Regions from separate parts of the Triticum aestivum genome. Here region 1 is linked to region 2. A link is a contact called in public Hi-C data. All regions are on one chromosome and are shown on one strand. Each heading gives the region's core, a stretch centred on a gene start, on an enhancer-like site or on the middle of the called end of the contact. The rest is flanking DNA. Distances are from core to core; before and after follow the strand shown.

Region 1 (3,644 bases), core at 157-2,656, 160 kb after region 2:
CTGTACAATGATTAAAAAAAATCAAAAGTACAAAGGACTATTGTGTTTTTACTTGTTACTCACATGAATATCCGGTTTATATGCTTTGCATGATTAAGATAAATGTCTATTAACTAACTTGACTACGTATTAACCAAGCTCGAAAGAAAATTGGTGGCAGGGACATGGCATGAAAAAATGACATAGAAAAAGTTTGCATTATACATGCTATGTCTCCTAGTTTAGCACCATGTTTTAATGACATGATTTTTTTTCTTCGTATTTTTATAAAGGAAAAGGTCCATATTAACCGTACAGACTTGTTATCCATGCCCTAACTATCAAGAGGTAATAGTAATACAAGCCATCAGGTGACGTCGAATGGATGGTTCCTATTAATTGTTCAATCCAAGGGCTAACCCTCGTTGGCATTTTTTTATAGGAAAAATTCCGCGAGCACCACGCATCGGAGCCGGGTGTTTCTTTTTCGTGCCGTTGGTACCTGCTGTATTTGATCAAAACACGCTCGCGCACACACACAAGTGCCCGGCCGTGTCCATGATTGATGTGCCATGCCGCCAATAGCCGAGATGGAACACATTTATTTGCGAAATTGCAAGACTGACAAGTGTGAGGGCGCGCCTACACGCTGCTCACACAAGCTCTGGTGACTAGTCTGGACCTGGGATACTCCCAAGAGAGCAGGAGCCCCTTCCCATACGCTCCAGCTGGTAGCTAGGTTCTAGAGACAAAAGCACCAGGTGCACCGACCCCGAATGCAGCCCCCGCGCCCGCGAGAATGACAAATGTACGAACGACCACACACTTGCCCGAAAAGCTTCAAGCTTGAGACTTGAGAGTCTGCACCCGTACCTTTCGGCTTGCCACCACGGAGTGTGGCTCCGTCCTCGTACCAGCAGGAGAGAAAACGAAGACGGCGAGCGTTTTGCATCACGTGCCCGCGGACGAGGCCGGAGCGGCAAGGAACGCGCTGCCGCCGCACACGCGTCCGTCCGCCCGGCGGCTCGCCCGTCCACCTCGTATCGCCTTCCGCTGCCATCTCGCTCTCGTACCTGCCGTGACACACGAGCCCACGCGCGCGTCCGGCCCACCTTTCCTAACAGACGGCCAGGTTTAGACGGGCGCGCCAGCGTTCGCGCCCGGCGAAAAATCCCTGGATCTTTCTGGCCGGAAGGAAGTTTGCGCACCAAGTTGCAGCTTCAGGCAAACCTTTCCTCCTTCCTCCACGCGACATCGCTCTCTCGTGCTGCAGCTGCTGCTACGAGAGCGGTAGGTGCGCACAACGACTCTTCGTTCCTGTCGTTTCTCGCGCCAAATGACCATCTACGAGATACCAGCAGCACGATGCCGCCGCGGCACGGAAAAAGTACGCGCGCGCGCGCGGGCGCTAACACGTCAACGGAACCCTGGGCACCGTTGGTGCGGTTCGGCGCCGCGACAAAGCTTCTCCAGCCACAGGAACGAGACGCCCGCCATTGGAATCGTCCGCTCCTGATCTTCCACACGCCCAGCTCCTTCACCGCCACGGTTCATTCGCCCCGTCTATTCTTGGAACCTTCCCCGCCTTCTAGTTGCTGCACATGTTCCATTCCATGTCATTCCTCCCTCCCAGTATTTATACGGCCTCGTGGTTCGAAAGGTCCTCTGCACAGTCAATACTTCAGCTTCAACGCAGCGCAGCACAGGCAACGTTGGTTGAACACAAGGAGCTGACCGAGTCCAGCAATGGCGGCCAGGGCTGCAGGTACCGGCAGGCTACTCAGAGCGGCCACCGCCAAGGACAGCCGTCTGCCGTCGTCGTCTCCGGCGGCCAGCCGGCCGTCGTGCCGCATCCCGTCTCTCAAGTTCCCGTTCCTGTGGGGCACCAAGGCGGCGAGGCGCGGGATCGGCCGCGCCGCCGAGCAGAGGGCGGCGCTGATAACCCTGGGAGCGACCACCGCCAGCACGACGGAGGAGAAGCAACGCCTGCCGGGGGAAGCGGGCAGCGTGGATCTCCTGCTGCCTCTAGCGTACGAGGTCACCCGGAGGCTGGTGCTCCGGCAGTTCGGGGCGACGTGGCTGGCCCTTACGCGGCGTCGCTGGGCCAAGGTCGTCGAGGCCGTCATCCACCAGGGCATCGTCAGATGCCAGTCGTTCACGCTCATCGGCGTCGCAGGATCGCTCCTCGGTTCAGTCCCATGTTTCCTCGAGGTAACCAACTAAGCGCTTCTTCATCCTCCTATATGTGTGGCCATATATGCTGCAAGTCAAGTCTTCAAAGACTGATCAAACCTTTCTTCATGCGTGTCTGTAGGGTTGTGGCATTGTTCTGCAGTCGTTCTCCTTGCAGTTCCGTGCCATGTCGCAGACGATAGATCACGCCGAGATCATCAAGCTGCTCATCGAAGCATTAGGTACGTACCCGTACTTTTAATCACACACAAGGCACCCTGCGCCATCAATCTGATCGAGTCTGTTAGTAACTATTTTCTGTCCTCGTTCAGACATGTTCCTGATCGGCACCGCCCTGCTCACGTTCGGCATGGGGATGTACGGCATGTTCTACGGCTCCCAGCGCGTCCAGGAGCCCATCTACGAGAGGCTGAAGAAAGGGGCGAGGATCCGGTCCGTCACGCAGGCCAAGTCGAGGTTCGGCCACGCCGTCATCCTGCTGCTCCAGGCAGGCGTCCTCGAGAAGTTCAAGAGCGTGCCGCTCGTCACCGGCCTCGACATGGCCTGCTTCGCCGGGGCGGTGCTCGCCTCCTCCGCCGGCCTCTTCCTGCTGTCCAAGCTCTCGGCCCATCCGCAGACACGCAACAAGCAAGCCTCCTTCGCGTGAACGTGTCCAATGTCCCTGCTGCATAAGCAGCATAACATGCATTATTCATTTGTTCTTTCATTACAAGTTAGCAAAGCAAGACATAGTACTTATTAATAGAAAAGCGAAAACCTATGAAGCTCTTGTGCCTTTTCCTCTTTTCTCTCACTGCCCGTAGCGGTTTAATTTGTAGCTTGAGAGCAATGTCAATAAAGATTTCGGAGCGACTCTCTCTCGTGCTCCTTTGTCATCAGCCACGTAAAAACTCGTGGTGTGTTTCACTTTCACGTTGCCTCAGGAAATTCCAGTGGCCGCGTTCCGGCATCGACTGGGATGGGCGGCCGAGTGATTTCGATGGCAAAGGCGTGAGTGACGGTACCTGTGGCGCCGCGGCGTCGGCTCTTCCTTATTCGACCGTTCGCGGATTCTGCTCCGCCCCTCGCTGTCGCGCTGCCGCTTACAAGAGGGAAGAGGCGGTGTGGCGCGAGGAGGCAGGGATCACCGGCTCAGGCGTGGTGGTAATTTTTGGGACTGTCTATTTGATATTTGACTGTTTTACAATTTGAGAACATTCAAAAATCCTGACAAATGAACATATGACACCTGTACAGTCACAAAAACAGCTGACAGACATAAAGGACGTCAAAACGGGTCAGAGAAAGTAGCTGACCCGGTAACCCTGGACAACAAACCGCTCCAGAAAAATCGGCGACCTACCCCTCTCTTGATCTTCAGGGTCACACAGGACACAGCATGTGCCCAGCTTGCAACCAAAACCCTCCCGCAAACCACTGGACAGATCTCGCCTAACAGCACAAAAAGCGAATCAGAAAGGGGGAGAAGAAAA
Region 2 (3,560 bases), core at 588-3,087:
GATAGAAAATATGTTCAGGAATTCCCAAAAAATCGGCAATTTAAATTTTTCTTCATGATTTTGTGTGTGAATTTGAATAAAATCATTCATGAATTTGAGAAATGGTCATGAAGTTTTAAAATGTTCTTGGATTTGAAAACATTCAAAAATATGAAGAATATTCATAAATTTTAGAAATGTTCATGGATTTCAAGATTGTGCCTGAATTTGAATAAATAGAATAATAACGCAAGAACTGAAAACACAAATAAGAAAATAGCAAAGGAGACCACATAATAGAAAACGGCTTGAAGTTTCCCAAAACCTGGTGAGAAAGATTTCAAAGCTTTCTAAAAACAATCCTTGGAAACCGCTTCAGGTGCCCCTTAGACCTTGGACAATGCGAGATGCTTAGGGAGATGTTTCGTAAAATAAATCAAGTTTTTTCTTAACCATCGGTGCATATCTCTAAACTAGTTTTTTTAGACTAAGCATCATCCTTAACACATTTGCATTGTATAAGTCCTTAATGGGCCCGTCTAACGTTAAGGCTAGTGGTCAATCAGTCGGGATATCCATCACTGCGTTGCACCGTTTTAGTTTGGCGAAATTGTTAAACCAACGGACGGGTTACAGGAGGTTCATGGGCTCCTTCCTCTAATTCTTGCCACCCCTGATTTTCAGCGGGTGGGACCCCTCCCTCCCCCTTGAACCAATCACCATCTGCCAAGTCATAATGTCCCTGTAAAACCCACGTAATGATTCATGAATGTAGCATTACTCTTAATTTGGTCGTGGTCTCCGCCCGCCGGATCACATCGGCTTTACGCGCGTTTACGTACCGCCATGCCGCCATTGGTCATTGTTGAGCTTCGGCTGACAAACCTCCGTATCAAACAGCAGAAACGCATCGGACAGACTAGTGAGTACTTTGGTTGCGCACGGTCGCACCGGCCGGATGGTAGCTTCCATTGCCCTTTTCATCAACGACATCAAATCTATGGATTAGACATTTAATATTTACTCCTTTTGAAAAGAAATATAAAAGCATAATGATTTAAACGCTCTTATATTTTTTTATGAAAAAGGAGTGCTCGTTAGCAGCCACTGGCACTGCAGCGTCGTATCGTGAGTCGGTAAAGAGTCTCTTGACTTTATGCCGTACGTACTACGCGCGGGGCAAAGTAGGAGAATATTTTTTTTAACATCAGTACAGACACAAGCGCTCATATACACGCGCATACACTCACCCCTATGAACGCATACACGCACACCCTACCCCTATGAGCACCTCCGAAAGACTGAGCCGGCATATCATCTAGAGATTTATGAAGTCACGGTAGACGCCTCGTTCTCCTCCCACTGAATGCGCATCGCCGGAAATCCTGAAATAAATCTAGGAATAAATGCGAGTACCAGGATTTGAACCCTGGTGGGCTGAGGATACCACAGTCCCTCTAACCATCCAACCACATGTTGATTCGCAATAGGAGAATATTTTAATATATACATACGCGTAGATACATGATGGCGGCGCCCCAGTGCAAAAAACCTAGCAGTAGTACAAGTGTACAACTAACAGCCCGTGCAGCCGAGTAATAACCAATTCCCTGCCCCCAAAGGAATCTTTGTTTTGGCAAATACTCCAGCTAAACAAACCGACGCCGCTGACATGGACGTGACACCAAACATTTCGTGCAATAACACGTCAGAAAAACATTTCGTGCAATGAGACCTTCCTTGCAATCCAAACTTTGTCGAATTATTAGGGCCTTTCCGGACACGAGGGTCGGTCAGATCGGCTTGGTCTGAACCCGAACGGACGCTGCTACGGCACACCGCCGTCACCAGAGATCATGATGGCGCGAGAAAAGGCGCGTCGACCCATATCTCCCCAAAAGCGAGGGATCATGCACGCCACGGTATGGGAAAAGGGAGCAATTACCGTCGCCTTTTCTGCCGTTTCTTTGCTGTCGTCCATGGTCGTGCGGCCAAATCGCACCAACTTTATCGTGTCCCTACGCCCGCCACATGCGTCATCACATAGACCGGCCGCCGTCGTCGCCTTGGCAGGTTCTCTCCGGCGCCGAGAGACAATTTCGCCGTATCTTGCTCCGAATCCAAGCGGATGCTACACGTCTACGACTACAACCAGGGTCGCTCGGGTGACAACTCCGTTAAGCATCTCTAGCAGAGTCGCTAAGAGCAATTCGAATGGACGACCCATTTTATCCGCTGCGTTCGTTTGGGTCGGCACGGACAAAAGCAAAGGCCCAACGCGTCGACTCAAACCCAAATCGCGTCTCTACGCGTCCACGCCGACGCATTTATGACCCAAATTTGCAGCCCAAATGCGACGGCACGGACGCGAAGTGGACCCGCCGCGCGTCCCCTCGGTGTCCGCCGCGGTCTCACTTGGCGGCCACCCAACTACCACCCGTCGTCTAATTTATGACGACCACCGACAGAGGGCTCACTAGTCAGCCAGTGGAAGCATCCTTTTTTAACCCACGCGTGCGGCGGGGGCCGGCCTCATCCACTTCCGTCCACATCTGGCCCCACACCACCCTCTTGTGCTTCCTCGCCGGCGACACCCCCAAACCCTAGCAATGGGCCTCTTCGGCAGCAGCAGCCGCCAGGGCAAGTGCACCCCCGGCGCCTCATCCTCCCGTGCTCCTCCTCCCCTCCTCCGCCGCCGGCGCGCGTCCGCCCAGGTCGTCGGCGTCTGCACATCCCGGTGCACCAAGCGCGGTGGCACTGGGAGCATAGGCAGCCGCTGCCTTACCCCGATGTGACGCTGCTGCACCACTGGCACCTCGATCCGCACCGGATCCCAGCCGGCGGTTCCGCAGACACAACGGGCGCACGATGAGGAGGTGCGCAGGTGCCAGGCGCAGCTCACGCCGGCGCAGCGGCGGATGCACGAGTATGCCGCCGACTCTCCCAACTGGGAGGCCTGGTTTGCCCTCGAACACGAGGAGCAACGGAGGCTAGGCGTCGATGCCAACCCGCAGTTTTCACTGCCGCCCCCGCGGGTAGAGCCGGAGGAAATGGAGGCTGAGGCGGAGTACCAAGCCGCCCTCGAGCAGGCCCTGCAGCACGCGCAAGAGGCTAGCCGGATCGACGAGGACGCGCATTGGGATGGGTTGGAGCAAGCCCTTGCCTTGTCGACGGCGGGGGACTTCGTCCACACCCCGCTCTTCGTCCCGCCTCCACCGCCGCCGCCGCCGTCGTCGAGCCCAAGCCGGATCCGGAGCCAATGCGATAGCGCTCCCCGCCTGCACCCACTTTGTGACGCCCGGATAATTAAGCTACAGTAACCCTCTGCTAATGATGCCACGTCACCTTGATTACTGTTGCTAGTCTTGCGTTAGTTCGAAACCGATTCGAATTCAGATTCAAAATCAAGCAAACAATAAAAGTTTTCAATTACTAAAACTAAAATGTTTGGAGTGTGCCAATTAATGCCTAGCTAATTATGGTGAAGAAACCATGCTTTTACAAAAAAGCCTAAATACTTTAAAATGAATTAAAACAAAAATAATAATAATGAAAAGAACAAAAACAGAAAACAAAACTAA

The links. Hi-C and Micro-C count contacts between places; a contact is called where the count stands out from the background.
Region 1: a contact with region 2 is called in a Hi-C map of leaf, with 5 times the contacts expected there. The contact joins the promoter of LOC123122762 here to the enhancer-like site in region 2. A contact is called at or near these places in 2 of 5 Hi-C or Micro-C datasets (both in leaf).

The regions. Positions count from the first base shown.
Region 1 is chr5D:461,511,673-461,515,316 of IWGSC CS RefSeq v2.1, forward strand. It overlaps LOC123122762, which reads left to right and starts at 1,407. Exons shown (of 3, transcript XM_044543100.1): 1 at 1,407-2,190; 2 at 2,294-2,393; 3 at 2,484-3,047. The coding sequence starts at 1,726. The coding sequence ends at 2,818. It overlaps LOC123122763, which reads right to left. Exons shown (of 7, transcript XM_044543102.1): 7 at 3,311-3,603.
Region 2 is chr5D:461,349,709-461,353,268 of IWGSC CS RefSeq v2.1, forward strand. No RefSeq gene overlaps it. Among protein-coding and RNA genes, the nearest start is that of LOC123125521, 57 kb to the left of the region's middle. Within about 2 kb of position 1,838, at least 2 of the 8 cell types and tissues checked have an H3K27ac peak or open chromatin away from gene starts, as enhancers often do. A contact at or near this core is called in leaf, where this site is marked.